2 separate regions of the Mus musculus genome follow, and region 1 is linked to region 2. The links are chromatin contacts, called in public Hi-C maps. All regions are on one chromosome and are shown on one strand. Each heading gives the region's core, a stretch centred on a gene start, on an enhancer-like site or on the middle of the called end of the contact. The rest is flanking DNA. Distances are from core to core; before and after follow the strand shown. Region 1 overlaps Itpr1 (inositol 1,4,5-trisphosphate receptor 1). Region 2 overlaps Itpr1 (inositol 1,4,5-trisphosphate receptor 1).

Region 1 (4,178 bases), core at 727-3,226, 100 kb after region 2:
GGTAGCAAGAGACAATCAGCTTGTAAGGATTGTCCTCTGAATTCCAAACCTGTGCTGTTGAACATGTGTACCTGGAGACAGACAGACAGACAGACAGACAGACACACACACACACACACACACACAGCTTTAAATGGGGCATACATTATGGCTTCTCACCTTGGTTGCTACTGTTTCCTTCTGTGGACTAAATTTATCCAGCATATAAGCAAGAATTGCCAGAGAAGTAAATCTTCAAATGACAAATATTCCAAATCTCTCCTAAGGTGTAGTTTATACCCAGAAATCAAGGTGTAATTCTGAAGACGTAGCTGATAGATCTCTGAACCTTTCATTGGTAATGAACACGCCTGTGTAGCCTCTCGTGCTGTTCCTTTGTAAGGCGTGTCTTCTCCTTAGCTACATCTCAGTTCTTTCTCCCTCCCGCCTCCTATGTCAGAGCTGAGACCGATGAATTTGGCGTTAGATGCACTGCATTTGAGCTGCCAGGGAAATGCCCAAGTATCAGCTTGTAAATGTGAATTCCAGGGAGGAAGAGGAGAATTCTGGAAGCTTTAGAGCAAGACAGATTGGATTCAAATCTCTATTCTGTCCTATCTGAGCTCTGTTAACACAGAGAGGTCACTGAACTTCCTGTTCCCTCCCCTCCCCTCCCTTTTCATGCCTTCTCTTTTTCTCCTTTCTATTTTGAAACAGGGTCTCATGTAGCCTATGGTGGCTCAGACTCACTATGTCACCAAGGCTGGCCTTGACTTCCTGATCCTCCTGCTTTGACCTCCCAACGGTGCCACCACACCTGGCTCAGAACTTATCGTGTATGTCTGGCAAGAATATAATATCAACTTGGTGTGCTCTTGTGAGAATGAGATACAATATTTATTTGAAACATTCAGTATAGTACCTAGCACACAGCAGGAGGTTCAAATGTGGCAGCCTCTACCGGTCTGCAGACTAGTGTCTCAGACATTGCTGGGCCTTTGATGCTGGTATTAACGACCAGCACCTAGTTACCAATTTTTTGAGTTAGTACTTGAGCTCTGAGACTCAGAAGGATAAAATGGCTAAAGATTAAAAATAAAGTCTTAGCCGGGGCAGGGAAGGGACTTCGCGGGGCCTGGAGGGAACATGAATGGTTCAAGAGAGGAGCTGAGAGGCCAGAGGAAGGCGCAGTTATGGATAGGATAGGGATAGGATTCATAACCAAGTAGGACTGCAGGACTATTTCACATTACAGTGTGGTGCCTGCAACTGGAGGCATGGGGAGAAAGGTGGGCAGAGGGAAGACAGGAAGGGAAAAAGGAGAAAGAAATGAAAAGGAGCCACTGTCCCAATGTCCCTTCCACAGTGCCTTACCTATCAAAGGTTCCACCACATTCCAGCAGTGCCCCCTTGTGGATAACTCCTGAAATTACATGTATCCTTGAGTCCCTGTATCACTCTTTACCCAATCAAACAATGAATAGACTATAGGACTAGCCCTGTCCTTTTGGCTAAGAAGTCAAGTGAGCTGATGTCACCATGCTGCCTGTCACATTTTTCAGTTAGGAGGCAACTACTGAGAACTCATTCGGTCACCTTTATATGCCCAGGTATCAGACAGGAGGAAGCAGATGGCTCATAAACACTGGTTCGTGTGAATTGACTAACCAAGGAACACTTCTCCGTGACTTAGACTATAGGGGTCTCGTCTCAAGCTCAGCATTTATAATAATGCCCCTTCCTTCTTCACAGGGTCATTCTAAGGCTAAATGAGATACTCGCGCAGTTCTTAGCACAGGGGCAGGCCAGGGGCAAGGACTCGGGGCAGGTAGCTCTTTCGATTGGGACCCTTTATAAACTCAGAGGTTAAGCAGAAGCCACAGCCATAGGAACTGACTCTAGGTTCCTTGGCCAATTCCTCTGGCTCCCTGTCCCCTTGACCTCTATGAGTACTGAAGCTTGCTGCTGGGTGGTTGGGAGCGCAGGGCAGGCTGTTCTTCCGGAAGATTCCAGTCCCAGCTGACCTGAATGGGGAGAAGAGGTTGAGTCAGCGCTCTGCTGGCCTCTCTTAGCAGTTTTGGATAATTTTATCCTTGCCCAGCCTTTGTCTTATACTAGAACACAAAGGTAACTTCCATGTCACATAGTTATTATCCAGGTCCAAATGAGATCATGCATGACACATCTGGCTTGTATCACGCACCCAACAATGGGAAGATACATGAACCGCATTTGTAGGGGGGAACTGAAAATTCTATTCCTCTGTTTCATTTTCTTAAAACAGGCTCTCTTTCTCCTCTAGCACTTGCCTTGGTTCCCTCTCACCATGGAAATCCCTTTAGATTTCTCACCGCCTCTTTCTTTACTCCTTTCCGATGCACTTTAGTGCAGCCGAATGAGTTATCTGCCCCAAACAGATGACTGGTGCAGCTCACCATACACCTTTGCCTGGCATGTCCAAAGAGAAAAATGTCACATGAATAGAGATAAGAAATCCCTACTTTAAAAAGCATTCAGAAAGTCAGTATCTAATTCACTAGCTGTATGCATGCTCTTACTTTAAAAGGAGTGCAAACTTAGTTCTTCTCATGAGGCCAAAGAGAGGTCTTCTCATAGAAAGCAATTGGCTTGTGCCCGTGCTCTGGGTTAAATGGATATTTATTGTCACTACCCATTACAGCTGGGTTGTCTTTGTACCATCAAAGAGACTGTCATAAATAAGGATAGAGGTGACGTCCCTGCTGACATCCATCTGGCATTCCATTTTTGTGAATTAAAAATATAGTGTCTACAGGACAGCCAGGGCTATAGAGAAACCCTGTCTTGAAAAAGCCAAAAAAAAAAAAAAAAAATATATAGTGTCTAGGGCCAGTGAAATGGCTCAAGTATAAAGGCACTTGCTAGCATGCCTAGTAGGCCTGTGTTTGATCCCTGGAACTCCCATGCTAGAAGGACAGAACTGACTCCCCATGACACACATGAATGCATACAGTTAAACAATAAGTAAATTAAATAAGCAAACAAAGTATTGGACATACAGATGCTAGCTCAGGATGGTGGTTTGCACCTGTAGTGCAGCTGTTGGGACGCTGCAGCAGCAGCAGAATCATGAGGTCAGAGCTTTTCTTGGGACATGGTGCTTCAAGGAGAGTTTGGTCTAAGTGACTGTGGTACATCTAACATGCTGGGGGCCACTCACACCAGGGTGAAATCGCTGACCTGGGTTAATTCATCTGGTTCGTAGTTGCGTGGCTTTACTGCTTTGGAGCGTTTGATTTCCCTGCTCACTCTGGTGATCAGAATTCATTAGATAATATCAAGTTTAAAATGCATCTAAAATAAGTAACATGAAGTCGGTGATACTATTTTATTGCTTTAAAATGCTCCTGAGCTTCTCTCACCATCTAGGCACTGTGTTCTTCAGCTTTCTGTTGATATGATGAAAAAAAAACAGACTAATTTAGTTACAAACAAAAAAAGATTAATTTTTTTTTCCCCAAAGCTTTGCGGTGAGGCAGCATATCATGGCAGGAGTGTCTGATGGGGTAGACATGTTCAACCAATCATAAAAAGAAAGCAACAATAGCAAGGAGGAGGGCAATGTCCCACCCCCTGTCCTTTGGATGCCCGAAGGACCTCTTCCTAGGTCCCACCTCCTTCCTATGGTACCAGTCTGAAGACCAGTCCCTTTAATACATAGCTCTTTAGGGGATAGTCAACATCTACACCAAAGCAGACACATTCTGGAATCCAGTCCTTGACCCTTCTGGAATCCTCCCACTAAGATGTGGAGGGTTCCAGACAGCCTCTGTTTCTAGCCAGGCCATCTGTGTTCTGCAGCCTTCTTCACCTCGCCTCTCTCTCTTATAGACCCGCCAGCCTGTCTTTGTGCAACTCCTGCAAGGCGTGTTCCGAGTTTACCACTGCAACTGGCTGATGCCGAGCCAAAAAGCCTCGGTGGAGAGCTGCATCCGGGTGCTCTCTGACGTAGGTAAGGCAGCCAATCCGTCTGGATGTGGCGGGATGAAAATGAGTGGCCTGCTGTTTACCGAGCCGAGCCGCAGCTCTCCCAAGGAAGGAAGCTGCAAAGCCAGACCCAGAGCCGAGCTCTTGACTCCTTGGCCTCTGTCTTTGCCAAGCCAGCACAGTGAGAAACAGTAAATCCTTGAAAAACAAGATTCCGTAGATCAAAGCCAGAC
Region 2 (3,754 bases), core at 25-2,524:
TATGGAATGTGCTCTCTTCCCATCTGTCTGGGTGCTTCTGTCTTCTCTTGTCATATGCCCACACTCTGGCTTGGTGACATTTCTAAAAACCCACAGGAGACAGTGGCAGAATCTAAGCTTGAACCCTGTATTAGAGAGTTTTGTTTTCCTCCCCCACAGCCAACCTTTATTATAACAATAGCAATCATCCCCTCTGCTATTTATTGTAAATTTTCTCAGCATATAAAGGACTCTTGGCATAAGGGAGGAGGAAAATATAGTTTAAAGAACCGAGTTGTTTCTTCTATAAGGAGAGTTCCTAAAACATGAACTTTGGACTTAGTTTGGAAGAAAAAAGAAAAAAACAGTGAAATAAACACTTAGATGAAATCAGCCTTGTAAATGTTTTTATTTGAAAGATGGAAATTGATTGTGTAGGTTCATATGTAACACCGAGGTCCTATAGAAGCTGTAGACTATGAGTCTGTACTTGGGGATTTGAAAAAAAGCAGTTACTTTTGAATTCTAGTGCCAGACTCTGCCCGTTTGCACAGTTTCACAGGGTCTGTGCACAGCAGCGCACAGTGTCTGAAGGTTCCCAGGCCAAGCCTGTTCCCCGGCTGGAAACAGCGCACCCCGGCTTCTCCTTTGGCTCCCTCCGTGTTTTCGCTTTTGTAGCTCTTAGCATTTTCTCTTCCTGTCCACAATCCAGACAGTCCAGGCTCGAGTTGGGGTGTGTGTCCCTGTCCCTTATCCGGCTGCTCCGAGGAAGAGCCTCCCTGGCCTTTTGCTTTCATTTGCCTTATATGGTCAGCTGTGGAGTTCGTTATTCCTGGAAAGGGCCTTTTCACTGTTTCAAGCACTATTGCCCTCCACCATCTCCTGAGGAGAACTAGAGCTTGCTGGAAGCTTGGGGTTCCTGGTTCTAATGGGGATCCTAATGGATTCTCACTGGTTCCAGGGCAGGTGATGTTTGGACCTCAGGCTAATGAGATGTTTAACAATAGGTGTATAGTTAAGAATAAACTTCCTTTTGAAACCAGGGACTCCAGAGTGTTCCGGTGTTTTGTTTGTTTGGTTTCTGTTGTTGTTTGTTTGTTTGGTTTCTGTTGTTTGTTTGTTTGTTTTTCCTTTCTTCCGAGCCCCAAGTGGGCTGGTCCTTCTCATTTCCCAGGATCCTGCTGCCTAGATTGCCTTTCCCCTCGTTATTCTCTCTGGCTCTGCTTCTTGGAGGGCTTTATCTACCACAGGATAGATGACATTGATTTCAGTCAGATCCATGTCCTCAGTTATCTTCTGAAGTACGGCTTCCGGTGTCATAAAGAAACAGTCATCTTAGTGGTTCCCACTCAGGCGGCTGCCCCTCCCCTTCCTGCTCCTCTTCCTGGTGGGATCTAGCCTCCCGACCTGGGCAAGCCGAGCAGCAGCACTTTAAAAATAATTAGACTGAACACAAGAGTGACAAGAAGGTGTGGTTTATCTTTCAGGCCATGGTTAGTTTGTGCTTTAGCCTAAAAAGGAAGTTTGTAGTGTGTTGAATGCAAGTTAGATGTTTCTGGATGAAAGGTGGAGCTGAAGATGAGGGTGGAGTTAATGGAGTAGTCCTTGCTCCTGGCTCAGACAGGAACATTTCTCTAAAAAACTTTTATTTATTTTTAAAAAGGGAAGTTGAATTTGGTAATGGTTTGAGGCGGCTGCCTAGCTACCCTGAGACCGGTTTTTCCCTCCCATCTTTCATGGCCTGCCTCTCCATGGTGGTGAGGATTGGGCAAGCTTTGAAGTCACTTTCGTTTTCTAGAACTTGTTGGTGAAGCCTACCCCCCACACCCCCTACCCCCGGTCACCCCTCTTTTTTTAAAGCATGCCTACATTTCTCTCTTCCAGCTCTGCCTGTCCAAAATGACTTCCCTCTTTTCCCAAATCCCCAGCAGTTCACTGTCTGGCAAAGGAGTGACATCTGGCAGCTTGCTAGGGTAGAGGGAGAGAGATGTAGAAGGGAAGACTGCACGTGTTCAATACCACAATTACCCTGAGCTCCATGCTGTCAGGATGTATTACCCACCCACCCAAGCCAGGGGGGGGGCACACTGGAGTGACCCACCTGCACGATTGTGTGTGCGTGCCTGTGTGCCTGCTTGCCTGCGTGCCTGCTTGCCTGCTCTGGCAGGTGTTTGGGCAGATGAATTCTCCATTCACTCCTATCTGGTTCATGTATTTCTGTCTGCTGATGAGAAAATAGCAAGCCAACTTGAGAAGATTCAAAGCCGCACTCAAGATGTGTCAGGAACAAGGCTGCCTGATGCTGAGGGAACAACATGAAACCGACCAATCACCTGTCTCCATAGTGCGGCCACCCAAAGTCATCCTGCACTAGGATGACCATTCCTTGGGTGGAGTGAGTGTGTCTTTGTCCTTTGCACATATTCTCTATTCTGGTGCATTTTCACATGGATAATGATGATTTCTGCTACAGCGACAGGTATTGAGTACTTCATGGTACCTGGACTGTACTGAAGTTCACCCATATGTAAATTTGCAAACATGCTCTCTTATGAGGAGGGTGCTGGTCACATCTTTTATTTTTCGGAAACACAGGCCTCAAGAATTAACATGCTCAGACCCACAGTTAGACATATACACCTGACTGCCAGACTTAGGAAGTGGCCTTCCAGCTGCCTGCACTAAGGGCCTTCTCACAGCTGAAGCCCCTGCCTGGTCCTGCGTAGAAAGCCTTGCAGGCTTTCTCTCCATCGGTCTGATCGTCCAGTGCTGGAGGCTGCCTGTATGATTTGCATGCGTTCTTCTGGTGATTGATGATTCTTCCATAAAATCACTGCTGACCTTTCTTTAGCACCAGGTTCTCTTTGCATGTGTGCTTTGTGTGCTGTGTGTGAGCACGAGCGCACGGGTTTGTGTATGCACAGATGTGTAGACATATGTATATATAATGCTTGTAACAGCCAGAAGTCAGGCTGCACTGTCGATCTTCAGGAGCCATACATGATTGCTTAAGGTTTTCTTTTCAAGAGAGAATCGTTTACTTTGCCTGGGGCCTAGGCAAGTAGGTTGCCTAGATAGCCTGATGCGCAAGCCCTAGGGATCTGCCCGTCTCTCCTTCTCTCCTTCCTCGGAGTTGGGGTAATAAGCACACATTACCCAGGCAGCCTTTTTATGTGAGTTGTGGGGATCAAGCTTAGGTCCTCCCAAGTTTTGACCTATCACCCTGGCCTGCCACTGTCTCTTTTGAGCTTCCTTTGTCTTGTTACATTACTGTGTTGTTTTTTGTTTGTTTTTTCCCTGACTTTTTTTCATCTGCTACTTGGAACTGTCAGATTTTCAGGGCCTCTCAGGTGTTGGTTGCTAGGAATAATTTCCTAGGAGATTACCACATTGTTTCTTCGTGTTCTGTGTCTACAGTTGTGAGTTGGGCTTGGGCATAATTTTAAAGGGACATTCTCTGGGAGATCATGCTGATCAGCTGGCCTTGCTTTACCTTGGTACTTTATAAGTTATATGTAAGATGCACAGTGATGTCATCCAAATGAAGATTGTAGACTGGCCTCTTTTCTGTTTGACCTGCTCTGGGGCAAAAGGGAGAACATTTCTACTCGCTAAGAAGTTCTCAGGATGTGGCTGCTATGAGTTTCCATTTCTTCACCTGAGGAGCGGGCCTGAGCTCACTGGTCCTGCCTTTGGAGTATCCCTTATTTATTTATTTTGTGGGATTTTCCCCTTTCCAGTTCATTATGGAGCTGTCTCTAGTGGTGGCTGGAAT

The links. Hi-C and Micro-C count contacts between places; a contact is called where the count stands out from the background.
Region 1: a Hi-C map of Th1 cells shows a contact between it and region 2, with 1.8 times the contacts expected there. The contact joins two enhancer-like sites. A contact is called at or near these places in 3 of 484 Hi-C or Micro-C datasets (Th1 cells, conventional type 1 dendritic cells and embryonic stem cells) and 2 of 9 other capture datasets (adipose tissue and liver).

Annotation. Positions count from the first base shown.
Region 1 is chr6:108,406,960-108,411,137 of GRCm38.p6, forward strand. Itpr1 (inositol 1,4,5-trisphosphate receptor 1) reads left to right here. Exons shown (of 62, transcript NM_010585.5): 36 at 3,850-3,970. Among named protein-coding and RNA genes, the nearest start is that of Gm35165, 64 kb to the right of the region's middle. Within about 2 kb of position 1,977, at least 12 of the 459 cell types and tissues checked have an H3K27ac peak or open chromatin away from gene starts, as enhancers often do. A contact at or near this core is called in Th1 cells, where this site is marked.
Region 2 is chr6:108,305,782-108,309,535 of GRCm38.p6, forward strand. The region is part of intron 4 of Itpr1 (inositol 1,4,5-trisphosphate receptor 1); the gene reads left to right. Among named protein-coding and RNA genes, the nearest start is that of Itpr1, 95 kb to the left of the region's middle. Within about 2 kb of position 1,275, at least 206 of the 459 cell types and tissues checked have an H3K27ac peak or open chromatin away from gene starts, as enhancers often do. A contact at or near this core is called in Th1 cells, where this site is marked.